Linked DNA regions of Mus musculus: regions 1 and 2 are each linked to region 3. The links are chromatin contacts, called in public HiChIP or PLAC-seq maps. All regions are on one chromosome and are shown on one strand. Each heading gives the region's core, a stretch centred on a gene start, on an enhancer-like site or on the middle of the called end of the contact. The rest is flanking DNA. Distances are from core to core; before and after follow the strand shown. Region 1 overlaps Ralgapa2 (Ral GTPase activating protein, alpha subunit 2 (catalytic)). Region 2 has its middle 13 kb from the start of Ralgapa2. Region 3 overlaps Cfap61 (cilia and flagella associated protein 61).

What was found. HiChIP or PLAC-seq counts read pairs in DNA pulled down with a chosen protein or histone mark.
Region 1: a FOXA1 HiChIP or PLAC-seq map of pancreatic cancer cells shows a contact between it and region 3. The contact joins two enhancer-like sites. A contact is called at or near these places in 2 of 484 Hi-C or Micro-C datasets (frontal cortex and stem cell-derived epiblast-like cells) and 1 of 115 datasets of contacts at active chromatin or transcription factors (pancreatic cancer cells).
Region 2: a contact with region 3 is called in a FOXA1 HiChIP or PLAC-seq map of pancreatic cancer cells. The contact joins two enhancer-like sites. A contact is called at or near these places in 2 of 115 datasets of contacts at active chromatin or transcription factors (craniofacial prominence and pancreatic cancer cells).

Annotation. Positions count from the first base shown.
Region 1 is chr2:146,362,706-146,365,641 of GRCm38.p6, forward strand. All of the region lies in intron 24 of Ralgapa2 (Ral GTPase activating protein, alpha subunit 2 (catalytic)), which reads right to left. Among named protein-coding and RNA genes, the nearest start is that of A930019D19Rik, 100 kb to the left of the region's middle. Within about 2 kb of position 1,491, at least 19 of the 459 cell types and tissues checked have an H3K27ac peak or open chromatin away from gene starts, as enhancers often do. A contact at or near this core is called in pancreatic cancer cells, where this site is marked.
Region 2 is chr2:146,524,052-146,526,827 of GRCm38.p6, forward strand. No RefSeq gene overlaps it. Among named protein-coding and RNA genes, the nearest start is that of Ralgapa2, 13 kb to the left of the region's middle. Within about 2 kb of position 1,285, at least 21 of the 459 cell types and tissues checked have an H3K27ac peak or open chromatin away from gene starts, as enhancers often do. A contact at or near this core is called in pancreatic cancer cells, where this site is marked.
Region 3 is chr2:146,026,099-146,029,201 of GRCm38.p6, forward strand. The region is part of intron 13 of Cfap61 (cilia and flagella associated protein 61); the gene reads left to right. Among named protein-coding and RNA genes, the nearest start is that of Gm34629, 72 kb to the right of the region's middle. Within about 2 kb of position 1,608, at least 23 of the 459 cell types and tissues checked have an H3K27ac peak or open chromatin away from gene starts, as enhancers often do. A contact at or near this core is called in pancreatic cancer cells, where this site is marked.

The DNA.
Region 1 (2,936 bases), core at 241-2,740, 340 kb after region 3:
GTTTAGTTTAAAACTTGAAGTTTGGCATTTCAGTGAACGTTTTCTTACACAAAATAAATGGATATATATGATTTATAGATAAAAGATAAGAGGAAAATATGTGATAGATAGATGACAGATAGATAAAAGGAAGGGATTGGAAAAAAAAAACCCTAAACCAAGGTTTCTTCCCTGTTAATATTTAAGCCTGTTTTAATCACATCCTGCGATACACTTTAGGGTCTATATCAGCCAAGACAAACATTCTCTGGGCTGAGCAGATGGATGCTGCAGGTTAGAAAGTGTGTAGTAGACTCATGCTCCAGGAGTGGAACAAAAGATCTACCTTTTTCATAATTAAGCCTCTGATTAATGCCCTGGGCTCCTCACCACACACCTGTAATTACTCACAGAGGTATGCATTGTGCTGGGGCCTTGTCTCAGAATATCAGGCATCAAGCTTTCCAGCAGCAGATGGAAGCACATTTCTGTTGACATATGCTGCAATGAATGGATTCGTGCAAACCTGGCTAGCAAGGTACCAGAATGCCATGCATCTGAAGATTAATAATGCAAACAGCCATGATGTTAGCTTTGTTATGTTTGCCTTAATTCCATCTGGTGAGATGAGGAGCTAAAACCCTGAAGCCTAAGGGCTTTAAAAACCTTTAAGCATTTAGCACACACTAAACTCAAATGAGCCATTTTCACCACTGGAATTTAGAAATTTTGGTTTAAAGATGGTTTTCTGGAATAGGTTTGTGGGGACTAGGAATTGAATAATAAGCTGAAACCATAGTTTATAAACTTGCTTCATTGGTGAGTATGCAGAAAGACTTAGGGGGGTTAAAACCATACACTCAGAAACTACAAAACTGTCACTGGTGCTAGAGATGGCAGAGACAAAGTACTTGAGATAAAGTCACAGGGCTCACCCACTCCCTGGACCTGGGCCAGTGACTTCAACTGAACCTGCTTCTATGGGCAAAGAGATGGGAAAAAGAGGGACAATGACAGATGGCAAGCCTGCCCTACTTTACCACCCACGTAAGACAGAGCCTGGAGAGAAAGTGTGCCTTTGCAATAGTCACTAAGGACAGCACTGGGGTAGGGTTAATTCGGGGGTTAAAGAGGGGGCCATATGACCAGTCAGCCAAATTACCACCACATGCTGGCTTACTTTGCTTATCTACACTGAAATGGAGCAGTCCAAAAGGTCTACCTTTGAGATAACACTTTAAAATTAGGAGTAGCCACATGGCACTCAGGAGAGCATCTGCCATCCATGTTCCCAACAGAGGACCATGCACTATGAGCTCTACTCATCTCTACATTTGATCTCAGTCAAAAGGCCGAGAAGCGATTCCACTCATCTCTAACTCCTCCACCTCAAGGTATTACCATCAATCTTTGAAAATTCAAAATAAAATCCTTCCTGGTCTGATAGTTTACATAGCCTATAGGGCTTTCCATATGAACAAGACAGAATGGCATTCAGCACGCACCCATCACACCAGGGCTAGTCCTCATGCCCTTTGTAGTAGCCTCACTATAAAGCAAGCAGGATTTGTCTAGTACATTTTTTCAAAGTGACTCACATTTTTGAAATGTAAAGTTACAATAGAAAAAGATTACCTTTTGTCAGAAACTTCTTTAAAACAATATAGTATTAACAAGCAAATGATGATGAATTTCTTGTAAAAACATCACTAGCTGCCAGAAGTCCTTACTTTGAGATAGGCACTCGTCTTTAAAACGGAGGTTTACAATGTCATAGGGCCAACCACCATGGCTGTACCACCTCCACCTGGCCTGAGAAAGTTGTAAGGATGGGTTGTGATGAACAAAAAGGCTGTTATTCTTATCAAATGATTCCTTCCTTCTCTCAAGGCTGACTCTACTGTAACCACTGTTGGGAAATTTCCCTGTGTTCAAACCCTGTGAAGTACTCTAGAACTGAGGCCACAAGGCCTGGATTCAATACTGTGGGTCACCCCCAAAGCAATGTGTTTCTCTCTTCCCTAAGATGAGATGACCCTTCCTTAATGAGCAGTAGGCAGTGGGATGCAGATGCAAATAGATGTTTTATGGAGGCTTTCAAAGTACAGAAGTAAACAGTGCTAGCAATGTTTTTCAAAATGAAGAATTTTTACTCTATATAACGTACTTCAAAGGTTCACTCAATATTATTTATTTAGTTAGGTTTTTTGTTTGTTTGGTTTTTGTTTTTTTGAAACAATGTTTCTCTGTGTAACAGCCTACTTTATAGACCAGGCTGTCTCTAACTCACAAAAATCTACCTGCCTTGGCCTCTCAAGTGCTGGGATTAAAGGGGGAGGCACTACTATGCCTGGCCCCCTAATAATTTATTGAATGAATGTTTTAATAATCTACTGAGGGAAGGTATTTTTTAAAATTTCAGAGATAACATAGAGAAGTTACTTTGATCATACATTACCCCAGAAATTAAAAAGCTCTAGCAATCAGTACCCTAAGACAACCCCTTTAACAAGCAATTAGAGATTGTGTATATAACTTGGGGGTAAAATGGAAGCAAATTCAGGAACACAACCTGTAAGTTTTCTAAGCTTTAGCCTTTTGAGGAATTGTAGCACTCAAACAAGTGAGTCTGGTAGTAAGATCTGATTTTCTTTTTTTTCTGTACCTTTTAAACAGACTAAACAAGTAGTTAAAGTAAACAACAGGCTTTGCGGTAAATGGAGTCTGGAGCAGGAATCAGGTTTATTCTTTAAGTTGACTAGGATGGAGCAGACAAACCACGTTTTTTACTGGAGAGAAACCACCCTGTGACCTGCTGCCACACGGTGAACAGGACACACTGCCCCTTCCCGTTTTAGTGAAAGGTCCGTATGCAAGCTCCAGGCTGAGTGGGAAAGCCAGACTGTGAGATGCTAACTGTGCCTTTGCAGCTTATCACCAGGTTCTGGCTTATGAGA
Region 2 (2,776 bases), core at 35-2,534, 500 kb after region 3:
CCCATGGTCACCCTGGAATCAGAAGCATGCATTATAGACTTCTCATTAACTTTGTGGTGCAAGACAACTCCCCCCAAAACCCATAAGAAGGAAACCCTGCATTGCCTTGAGGGACTGAACTTTCCTTGGATACCCCCCACTATGCTGTCTTTCAACAGCATCAAGAATCTCCCTAATAAATCTCTTACTCAAAAAACCTCTTGCCTTGTTTCTCTCTTGAGCTTCACAAGTTGACTTGTTTCTCTTTTCCCTTTCCATCAGTTTAACCATAAGACCTCATAATGGCATTGCAAAATTTCAAAATTCTTAAAGGCATCATTTTATAGGGTGGAATGGTGAGTAGTTAAATACTCTCACTGTGATGTGTTACCTCAACACAGGTCCCAAAGTGACAGGACCAACAGGCCAGGAACCATAACCTTCACAACTACAAGTCAAAGCAAACCAATCTCTCTGTTAAGTTGGAAAACTAACACACCCTAACATTACCTGTGCAGTCTTAAGTGGGAGACATAATTCTCCAATCCTCTGCTTCTCACACCTATGAAAGGAGATTAAATTGTACATTTGAAAGGAGATAAACTAGGGTATTTATTTTAGGGCACAAACAAGCATTAAAGGAATCTTGCACAATGCCCAGTTTGAAGAAACTTCATAAATATTATTTTGTTTTTCTTTCTTCCAGACTTCCTTAAACATATGAACAGGGTGGCTCCTACAGGCTAAAACTGTGCGTTCATGTGTCCCTGTGTTTATGACTATGTCATCTGGTATGGAGGAAGGGGATGCCATTGCTGCACTTCCCATGATTTTACATAGCTTTCACTCAAGACATCAGCAGAATAAGCCGAAGCAAGGGTTTGCAGAGCCTCTGTTCCCTATGACAGTTAATCATTGTCAGCTCGACTTGATTTATAGTATATAAACCATATCGATAATTTCAGCTATAATCATAATAAAAATAATGTTTAGAGGCTTAAAGATTGGTATGAGTAACCTATCCAAAATATGCTGTACTTTTTAGTCTGTAACAGCTTGCACAAACTAGGCAAACCTCAAAGAGTTGCTTCTGTCACACTGGCCTATGGGCATGTCTATGGGCATTTTTCTTGGTTAATGATTTACATGGGAGGGTCTAAGCCACACACACACACACACACACACACACACACACACACACACACAGGGTACTTAAGAAAGGTCACTGAGCAAGCCCTAGGAGTAAGCCAATTGACAGCACTCCTCCCTGGCCTCTGATTCAGCTCCTGTTGCTGTTTGAGTTCCTGTCTTGGTTAACCTGTAAGCCAAACAAATATTTTCTTTTTCTCCATGATGGTTTGGGTCAGTGTTTTTATCACAGCAACAAAGACGCAAACTAGGGCAAATGTCAAGTGCTGTTTCTCCTCTCTCCGCCTCCGCCTCTGCCTCCCCCTCCCCCTCCCCCCCCTTCATCCCTCCCTCCCTTCCTTTCTCTCTCTCTCTCTCTCTCTCTCTCTCTCTCTCTCTCTCTCTCTCTCTCTCTCTCTCTCTCTCGTTTATTTTTTAAAGAGTCTAATGAGGAAGTATTTTATCCCCAATATTATCAACAAAAAGAGTAATGTCAATGATTTTGCTGAGTCACAAAATAGATATTTTTTTTCTGACTCCAGAAGAAAAAAAAAAGCATGCAAGAAGGACAGTGCTTTTTAAAAGCATAAACGACCCAAGTCATCTTTGGATATAGTATAAAAAATTCACTTGATACATTGTGCCATTGAATGAAACTAAACAAATTGGTCATCAAATGCCTCTAATCCTAGTATCTGTTATAACATTTGAAAGTGAATAATGATACATTCTAAAGATAAGTGCCAATTGTATCTATGAAAGGCAGAAATAGATTTGTTTTTATGTAAGAATCTTAAGGTTGCTCAAGCACTGGAACATTCAGGGATGACTTTCTACATCAGGACCTCTTGATCTCTGCAAGAGGAGCGACATGTGAAAGTAAAATGCCGGAGCCACAGAATACAAGGACTAAAGAAGAAAATTCTTCCTCATTGAAGATGGGTTATTAGCCATATTTTACAGCATTACAAAGTAGTATGTCTCATTATTTTAAGTATGAAGAGGAAGAGAATTTGGTGGCATACGCCTTTAACCCCCAGTGCTTGGGAGGCAGAGGCAAGTAGATCTCTGAGTTCAAGGCCAAGCTGGTCTACAAAATGAATTCCAGGACAGCCAGGGCTACACAGAGAAACCCTGTCTTGAAAAAACCAAAAAGGAAAAAGAAACAAAGAAAGAAAAACAAAAGAATTCAAAAATATTTCTCTGTTACTCTCCCACCCCCACCCCCCCACCTCCCTACCCCCGCTGCCTACACATACTTCCTTAAGAGCCTTGATTTCTCTCGCCTGTGTGTGTGACATCTTAGAACTAAATTGTGTCTTGTGGAGTGGTTTTGACTTACTAACAATTGGTTCCGTTTCTGAACACATAAATACTTTCAGAAATGCATTTGTAATCTGTTCTCCCCCACCCTACTATGACAATGGTCACTTGATTTGGGATAGTATAAAGCCCTTCAAGAAAATACCATGGCAGAAAAAAACCTCCACACCATCTGAATGCAATTCTTTAGGATGGTCATAGTTAGCCTTGAATTCATATATAATTATATAAATACAAATAAATGTTTGAAGCAAGGCTGTCCTCTATGAACCTGTCTCATTTGGTATAAACTTAATGGACCCACTTTGCTTCCATTCCATTTTTCTCTATTCATTTTCCAGGGAAA
Region 3 (3,103 bases), core at 358-2,857:
TCTCCTCTCCCTCTCCTTTCCCTCTCCTCTCCCTCTCCTCTCCCTCTCCTCTCCTCTCCTCTCCTCTCCTCTCCTCTCCCTCTCCTCTCCCTCTCCCTCTACTCTCCCTCTCCTCTCCCTCTCCTCTCCCTCTCCTCTCCCTCTCCTCTCCCTCTCCTCTCCCTCTCCTCTCCCTCTCCTTTCCCTCTCCTCTCCCTCTCCTCTCCCTCTCCTCTCCTCTCCTCTCCTCTCCTCTCCTCTCCTCTCCTCTCCTCTCCTCTCCTCTCCTCTCCTCTCCTCTCCTCTCCTCTCCTCTCCTCTCCTCTCCTCTCCTCTCCTCTCCTCTCTCTTTCTCTTGTAGTAACTACTGGGGTCTTAAAAGGAGAACATTTCATTTGTATATTAATCGCTAAGATGTTCCCAAAGGTAGCACTGGGTTTGATGTCAGCTAACAGATTGCTTTCCCACGTTCCCTGATTTGCCCATTCTTCTTGGTCTCTCTTCTTGTTCAGTCATTAATGGAAGTCACATTTAGTGGAACTGGTAGCTCATTCCCTTTTGCTATCCTCCCAAGCCTTACCTTTCTGAAATTTGACATTTTTCCTTTGTAGGAAGACATGTCAGTCTTACTCATCCAACTAATATTTACTGTGCTAGAAATATTTAACTTCTTGGCTAGGTCACACAACCCTTGTCAACATTACTCAGGAAATAAAGATGGGCTTCGCTAGTCAGCCTCTGAGTGATCTCGCCTTTAATATATTTGTTTGATTTGCTTTTGTGAGTGGCTCACACATACTTTGTTACCATTTTCTCCCCCTCTATGATATCACTGTCTTACTCATTTCAGGCTCATGTTGCCACGGCCAGTCTGTGGTGAGATCAAATCTGTCCTTGGTTCCTTAGGCCCTCAGTAGGCCTCTCTGAACAGAATGAATAGAAACTTCATTCTTCGAGACCATGGTTTTGTCTAGGGCAAGGTTGCCTTCTCGATTGTGTTTGGTTCACACTAGTCCTGATGGGTAGATTGTGTGATGACTACACTTGCCATACATTCTTCTTTCTAGCTTTATGTCCCTTGACTGGCGTCAAAATTGTCTAGTTTTCTGTGAGACAGTATCAGGAAAGATACACAAACGTGTGGTTTCTAAAGGCGTTGGGTTTACAGAGACACGTGGCAAGTTTTTCCTCTTACTTTTCACGTGTCATTTGTTATTTTATTATGTGTGCAATCAGACGGAAAACCTCAAATTCTGACCTTGAAGCCCAGACTCAGTGGGCATTTTGTTGTTGTTTTAATTTTTGTTTTGCTTTTTTAGGAAATGAATAAAACATCTTGTGGTTAAGTAGATTACCAAGACTGAAAAATTATAAGGTCCAAGAAGAGCCAGTGGGCAACGGCTTCATCCTTTCTTCACTGGCCCTGAGAGTTCACACATTGAAGGAGAGAAATGGTGGGAAGGGCTAGAAAGCAGGATTTCTGCAGAGAACGTGCCCGCTGAGAGCCCTGTGCCTAGGCAAGGAAAAGGGACAGCTAATCTCCCACTTTGGTTTAGGGTGCCTTAAGAATTGTGCTCGAGTCTGTAAGAAAAGATTAGCTGAGTCATTATGGGGTCACCAAGTGTACATTTGCTTCTAGGAAGGCTGTGCATGACAGAAACAGAAGGGAACAGAGCCACTGGAGTGTTCTCTTTCTGACTTATACCCAGCAGGACTGAAAGAATAGGCCTTCAGTAGTGACTGTAACAAGAGAAGGTTAGAAACTTCTAGGAGCATGTAGGGGGGAGAGGAAGGTAGACTGGTATTCAGAAACATTCACTGAGCCACTACCATCTGCAGTCCTGCCATGCCCCAAGGCGATGTGCAGATATGAGAGCGGATTTTGTGTGTTTAAATATTTATCAATAGAATCAGAGTTTGTATTATACAAGTCTTAGTATCTTTTTTTTTTTACAATGAATATGTTTACTCTTTATGATTTATCTAAGGATATGGCAAGAAGTAAAGATAGCTGCTTGGTAACTGGACAGCACCTGCTGTCTCCATTTGGAGAATGTATATGATACATCATATATATCGTGATTGCACATATTTATATAAACAAAGCATACTCCCCCTCCCTTTACTTCCTTTCTACCTTTCCCCCCAAGCATTTATAAGAGTTCTTTCAAAATAGCCTGATTTTCCTTGGGGCTTTCCATAGCTAAAACATAAAGACCATCATATTTCATGGTCCATGCACTATAAACTTTTAAGGGATTTTTGGTTTATTTCTCTGATTGTGGTTCTGGAATCAATACAGGGTCAATCCAATGGAAGCAGGAATCATGAGCCAACCTTTTCCCCCCAATGGGGTCCCAGCACCTGGCCACCCTGGGGACACTCCAGGTTTCAGAACCGGTTATTTGTGACTAGGGTGAATGAATTAACCCTTCTTAGTAATGTCAGTTTAACAATTGAGTTTTAGGCAAATACATTTTAATTGGGAGGTTAGTCAATTTTCTCTTCTTTTCTCTTCTTTTCTTTTCTTCTCTCTTCTTTTCTTTTCTTTTCCTTTCTTTTTTTATTCTTTAATCTTTTTTCCCAGTCCAGTCGTTATCCCCCTCCCAGTTCACTCTCTGACTACTCCTTATCCCATACTTCCTCCCCCACATCCAAGAAAGTGTGTCTCCACCTCACCCCACCCCACCAGGCCTCCCCACTCCCTGGGGCCTCAAGCATCTTGAGGTTTAGATGCATCTTCTCTCACTGGGGCCAGACCCGGCAGTCCTCTGCTGTGTATGTAAGGTGTGTGTGTGTGGGGGGCTCCTATCAACTGGTGTATGCTGTCTGTCTGTTTGGTGGCTCGGTGTCTGGGAGATCTCAGGGGTCCAGGTTATATGAGACTGCTAGTCCTCGTACAGAGTGGCCCTCCTCCTCAGCTTCTTCCAGCTTTTCCCTAATTCAACCACAGGGGTCATCAGCTTCTGTCCATTGGTTGAGTGTTAGTATCTATATCTGAATCTTTCAGCTGCTTGTTAGAATTCTCAGAGGGCAGCCATGCTAGGCTTCTGTCTGTAAGTACATGATAGCATCAGTAGTAGTGTCAGGCCTTGGAGCCTCCCCTTGAGCTGGATCCCAATGT